Regions from separate parts of the Sus scrofa genome. Here region 1 is linked to region 2. A link is a contact called in public Hi-C data. All regions are on one chromosome and are shown on one strand. Each heading gives the region's core, a stretch centred on a gene start, on an enhancer-like site or on the middle of the called end of the contact. The rest is flanking DNA. Distances are from core to core; before and after follow the strand shown.

Evidence for each region. A called contact is a pair of places that touch in the nucleus more often than the background predicts.
Region 1: a contact with region 2 is called in a Hi-C map of psoas muscle, with 2.1 times the contacts expected there. The contact joins two enhancer-like sites. A contact is called at or near these places in 7 of 47 Hi-C or Micro-C datasets (embryonic fibroblasts, heart right ventricle, mesenteric adipose tissue and 4 more) and 1 of 2 datasets of contacts at active chromatin or transcription factors (skeletal muscle).

The regions. Positions count from the first base shown.
Region 1 is chr13:192,121,608-192,124,726 of Sscrofa11.1, forward strand. No RefSeq gene overlaps it. Among named protein-coding and RNA genes, the nearest start is that of N6AMT1, 130 kb to the right of the region's middle. Within about 2 kb of position 1,779, at least 23 of the 83 cell types and tissues checked have an H3K27ac peak or open chromatin away from gene starts, as enhancers often do.
Region 2 is chr13:191,927,102-191,930,067 of Sscrofa11.1, forward strand. No RefSeq gene overlaps it. Among named protein-coding and RNA genes, the nearest start is that of N6AMT1, 320 kb to the right of the region's middle. Within about 2 kb of position 1,655, at least 6 of the 83 cell types and tissues checked have an H3K27ac peak or open chromatin away from gene starts, as enhancers often do.

The sequences.
Region 1 (3,119 bases), core at 529-3,028, 190 kb after region 2:
ACTTAACCTTCATCTCCCTCCTGAAAGACCCTATCTCCAAAGACAGTTACAGCCCGAGATCCTGAGGGGTGAGGATTTCAACATGTAAATGGGGAGAAGGAAGAACATAATTCAGTCCATAACAAGAAATAAGTTAAAGAGTTTGCTTCTGATGTTTGGGTCTAAGACAAATAGAAGTAAGTAACAAGGCTGGGTTAAGATACCTAGAAAGAAAGGTGTGGGAGGGAGGAAGAGGTGGAAAGAAGGGAGGGAGGGAGGAAGAGAGGGAAGAAAAGCTGGAAGCACAACTAGAGTCTAAATTGGTTCAAACAAGGGATCTTAAGGAATTATACCTACTAGAAGAGGAAGAAGCCAAAAACAAGAGAAGTGGTGAAACCTGGATGATACCAGCCATTAAGACCACTCATCTTTGCTTATTATGCCCTGTATGGTCCAAGGGTATCCTGAACCTGCAATGTCACTGTGGCTACCCAATAGTGTGTCGCTCTGAAGCTCTCCAAGAAACCAGGCACTCAGTTGATCCCAGCAAAAACTGCCACAAAAGTGTTCTTTAAGTTTGCATTGGAAATTTCATCTAAATGGAGCAATATAGAAAACTATAGATTTGCTATTCTTGAAAGGTGTGATCAGTTCACTGTTGGGCTCCATGGTCTGCAGCGCCTCTTGAAGACAGAACCCTGTGTTGTTTTTCCTGCGCTGATACAGCCAGCTAGGGAAGCAGAGCCAGCTCACCCTGTTATATTCCCACTAAAGCATCAGCCTGATATTTCACCGTTTGGCTGCTCCTGTCTCACCATAGGAAAGGACTGTTGTGCCTATTCCCTAATCTATTATTTCTCTTAATAAACGAAGCAGCAGCTTCCGTTTATTACAATTCTCTGCTATGCTTAAGGCTCAGGCAAGGCAGTTTACACACAGGATCTCATTTGATAATCACCTTGGCAAACTCTTCAACCATGAATGCACTTACCGAGATCTATTTTATACACAAATGGTTATAAAACATGTAAACCATAGGAATCATATTTTGTAACCATTCTGTTTATGCTATTAGGAAAAAAGCCATAGGCTGCCAATCAAAAAGAGTTAATTATGAACGGAACAAACTTATGTTGTTTGTCTTGCAACTTTGCAGCAGTTGATATATTCTGGCCCTGAGGCTTTATACTTCAACTCCTATGCTGTTTTTTGTTTGTTTGTTTGTTTGTTTGTTTGTTTTTCACTGATAATTTTGAATCCTCAAATGCAGGGTCACAGATAATACACCCTTTAGGCTCCCATTTGAAAATCCCAGACAATAACTTTATACCTAAGTAACACAGAAACAACAAAAGTATATTTTATCTATGTAAAAAGCGCAAATAAAAGTAATTGTTCCTTACAAGCTTAATTCCAATTACTGCTACAAGTGGAAAGCCCGTAGTTAATACGCGGTCCACTTAGCTCACAAAATGAACGGGTTGGTTTAATCGTTTTGTGGGGTAATACTGCCTCTGGTGGTGGCTAAGAAGAACTTCACATTTAATTGCAGAGCGTCATTATCTGAATCCTTGCAACATTCCTGGTTCCTTTTAGCTAGTTTATGATTCCCCTGATCTATAAAAGATACAGAGAATCTGACATATACATATTGTGTAATCTGCATGTTATTTAAATTTCATGGATGATGTTTTTCCAGGCGTTCACTTTTTAAATTCGGCCAAGAGGGAACTGCTCTGGAGGGGTGATTTAAAGGTTTCAGTTCTGGCTTTACCTGGCTGTGCCCTTCGCTGCAGATCAAGGCGTCCTGGGACGCGCCCAAACCCAAGCGCTTTTCTTCCTGCTACCCGCCCCTATCTCACTTCCACCTTCAGTTCCACTTCCTTGCATCCTATTAATGCACCAATGTTCTCATTTTGCCTGAGGTTTTGATGAATAATAGGCAAGCTCCCGCTTCCCAGATATCATTTGCATTAGAGCGCTTCCCGAAATACCATGACACACCCCTTCCCAGAAACAATTATGAAAGGGAATTTTAAGATACAAAACAGACCCATGGGATAATTTTTCTCACCCTTTCTGATGATATAGGATGTCTGCAAGGACCCTGGAGTTTTTTCCAAACCTTAGACCTCTGCTGCCACCTACAGGAAAATTTTTGTAACAGCATGTTCTACCGCTACTATGTCAAAAACGTTCGCAAAGTTTCAGCTATACAAGATGCTTTAACTTCTGGAGATCTGCTGTCAACATCGTGCCCATAAATATGTTGTGCACTTCAAAAAGAGTTGAGGGTATATCTCATGTTGAGTGTTCTTACAATAAAGAAACAAAAGCTTTTTTTTTTTTTTTTTTTTTGCTTTTTTAGGGCCTTAGCCCCAGCATTTGGAAGTTCCGAGACTAGGAGTGGAATCAGAGCTCCTACACCACAGCCACAGCAACGCGAGATCCGAGCTGCATCTATGACCTACACCATAGCTCAAAGTAACGCTGGATTCCCCAATCCACTGAGCAAGGCCAGGGATGGAACCCACATCCTCATGCATACTAGTGGGATTCATTTCCACTAAGCTGGAATGGAAACTCCCAATAACAGCTCTTTGAAATAGAGGAGGGGAAGGAAGGAGGGAGGAAGAAAGAAAGGAGGAAAGGCTACCAGGAGAAACATGTCTGAATTTTGTAACAGCGCCAGCTAAGGAAAAATTGGCTGGCATCTATTTTATGGTACTTCACAAATTTTATAGCACTTTTTATTTGCTACTCTATCAAATAATAGGATAATAAAAATAGGAGTTCCCATTGTGGTTCAGCGGGTTAAGAACCCAGCGTGGGTTCTGTGAGGATGCAGGTTGAATCCCTGGCCTCATTCAGTGGGTTAAGGATCTGGTTAAGTGGTATAGGTCACATATAAAGCTCAGATCTGGTGTTGCTGTGGCTGTGGCATAGGCCTGCAGCTGCAGCTTGGAATCGACCCCTAGCCCAGGAACTTCCATATGCTCCAGGTACAGCCATGAAAAGAAAAAAGAAAAAAAGAAAGGAAAGAAAAGAAAGAAAGTAGCTAATGCTACTTCTATCGTGTAAATATATAAATAATAAAAGCATGAAATTTTCGTATTACATATACAGAACAAAACTATATG
Region 2 (2,966 bases), core at 405-2,904:
GGTGATAGTTGTGAGGTACTTACGACAGGGCTATCCCAGTTGTGACTTCATTCCATACAGACTAATCAGGACCCATGCCCACTCTCCCTGGTAATCCAGCGGCTCTCCAGACCTACCCAGGTCCCAGCAATATTGGCAGATGCCACTGGGGGCCCCCAGAGCAGATTCAGAGCTGCCAGAATTCATTCTGATGAGTCAGTGACAGGTTGACCAGTTGTTCAATGTTCTCTCACTCTGGAAAAGGGTTCAAGACTCACTGAATTACAGATCACTTACCTTTACCCAAAATTTTTCCTTCAATCACTGGTCCTTTTTCTGGTCAACATTGATCTTGCTCACCCCACTCATTTTACTAAAGACAAAACTGACAATCACAAGTTTGAGGTTATTCATGCAAAATCAGGCAACTAGAGAGAAGCCAGGGCAGCCAAAACAGGGCCAGAAATCAGTCCTCACTTCCAAATGTCATGCCCATTCGAGTTTTCCTAAATTGGAAGAATATTTAGTCTGACTCTCATATAGTGTTGACAACCTACAAAGTCTATATTGTGAATCAAACTATTTGAACTAATGTTGCTTTAAAGAGATATTACCATTTCTTTTAACAGCAAACTCTCAGCTTCGACATATATTTTTATCAGAGCTGGAGCGATATCATAGGAAAATTCTACTCATTGCAGAGGCAGAATTGCGCTTAAATGACTTGCTTAACATCACAGAGCTATTTAGTGACAAATCCAAGAGCTGGACCCAGATCTCTTAACTCTCAGTGTGGTGCTCATTCCTCGAAACCACAACCTCATTCACTTGTGTTTTTTAAAGGAAGTGTCTGCGTGAATGACCAGTTTAGCACAACGCAAGCTGCCATGTAACCAGTGTAACCATGTAACCTGACTACAAGTTTACTTTTCTCCAGGACAAGGTGTGAACAACCACATCTGAGATGTGAGAGAAGCCCTGCAATGATGTACTAAGCTTGAGGAAACTGCCCTCTACTGGGATGCAGAGGGGTGTCAATTGTACCTAAAGGGACAGTCCTTAAAAAACGGGGACTGAATCATTGAGTTCCCTGAGGTTCAATGAGGAATAAAGCAGGTATGTAGCACTATCAATAGAAGGAAGCAAAATGTCTTCCCATGTGCCTTGACAGAAAATTATTTTCCAGCTGGCATCACATTCACTTTTACAAGGGCATGTTTGATGTAACACTCCCCATCCCCCCGCCCCCCACCAACCCAGCATCTGGCTTTTCCAGCAGATCCCTAGGGCATATCTGTTACCGGGCTGGATGCACTCTTGTGAGAAATCTGGGAGCTACATCCCTGCCTTTCATCCACCCCAAACCACAAAGACACAGTGGTTACCTCTGTGTGTTACCAGATAAGATTACAGAGGAATTAGTGAGGTGTCTGTGATTCAGTTTAAGGCCAACGCAATTGCTACCACCTCATCACTGAAGGGCTTTGCAGAGGAAATAAGCACCATTGGGTCACAAGGGTGATTTTCCTGTCCAGTCCTAAAAAGGAACTGCCCTCAATAAATCATCTTCCTAATGGAAATGACAGGATTATTCTCCCAGGAGAGCAAAACCCGGAGGACTGTGCAAACCACATGTCCCTCTCAAGGTCAATGGGAAGGAAATGCACAGCCATTGCTGCCTGAGAGGATCTAAGGCTTCCTAGGGATTTGTTCCATCTCTCTCCCTCTGAGGTCACTTTTAATGTCTTTTCAAGTCATTGTTTACATATAAAGATAGAACTGCTCTTAGTAAGTACGCTGTATGTTTTGTTTTTTTAAAGTCTGTTTCTGTGGTTAAGCACAAGGGGCGAAAAAATCCATCATATATCTTAAGGAAAAAGGAAAGATATAAAATTCGTGTAAAATACATTTTTATCAACAATGCCAGCCTAATTAAATACAGCGGGGAAAAAAAAGCCAACTGGTAGTAGCGATAGCTTTGAAGATTATATGTGATTATCTTTCCTTCTCTGTGTGTGTGTATGTGTGTTTTAATTTTTACATTTTCTCTGCTTTAAAATTGGCTTCTAAGATACTTGCTATTTAAACCTACTTATTCTATTATCTGTAAACTAAAATAAGGGTTGGGATGCATACTAATATCAAGATCTATTTTTTAAAGTAGAACAGAAAAATATGGATACTATAATGGGATTTTTAAACCAGAACTAATAATTCACTTATTCATCAATTCAATTAGTTTAAGAGCTTTTAGTGAGCTTTGTATATGGCACTTGGCAAAGAAACTTCAGCTCATTCTTTCTGAAATGAATTTGTTAGAACTCAAAGTTTTCTTTTCCAATCAAAACGTTAGGAAATGCCACTCCCAATCTGACTGAGCAGTCACACTTTTGATTTCTGAGAAATTCCTGCCCAGGTCACTAGAGAATGAAAGGCCAGCTTTGAGGAAGTTTCTGGAACAGAAGAATCTCAATGAAATTGGCTGGACTTTTCTGAGTGGTGAAAAAAAATATCCCTTCAATAAAGCAAGGTATATGGGAGTTAAGATCACAATTTTATCAAATTCAACCTAGACATTTAGTCAGATCCTTTGAAACTTTTTCCCATGATTAAAATTCTTATTTGTTGCATTTTTGGCAATGATGACTAAGTGACTTGGGACACTGGCCCAAAAATCGGGGGGGGGGGGTTGTTGTTAAACAAATTAATAAATTAGAGGAAATCATTTTTTTTTTTAACATTCACTGTGACTAGCACACTTTGGGGGGGAAAAAAAATCACAATTTGTTACATATGCCTTTTGCATTTTTAACTCCTATCCCAACAGTTGCCATGATAAATTCCATGGAGCACTTGAACCAAGCAGTTCTCCAAGGATGGCCCAAGGAAACCTCTGGCTCCTCAAGACCCTTTTAGGGAGTCTACAGTTTCCTCCCTCTTCCACCTGAAGATTTGCATAAAGTCATATCATAATAGATTAAATGCAG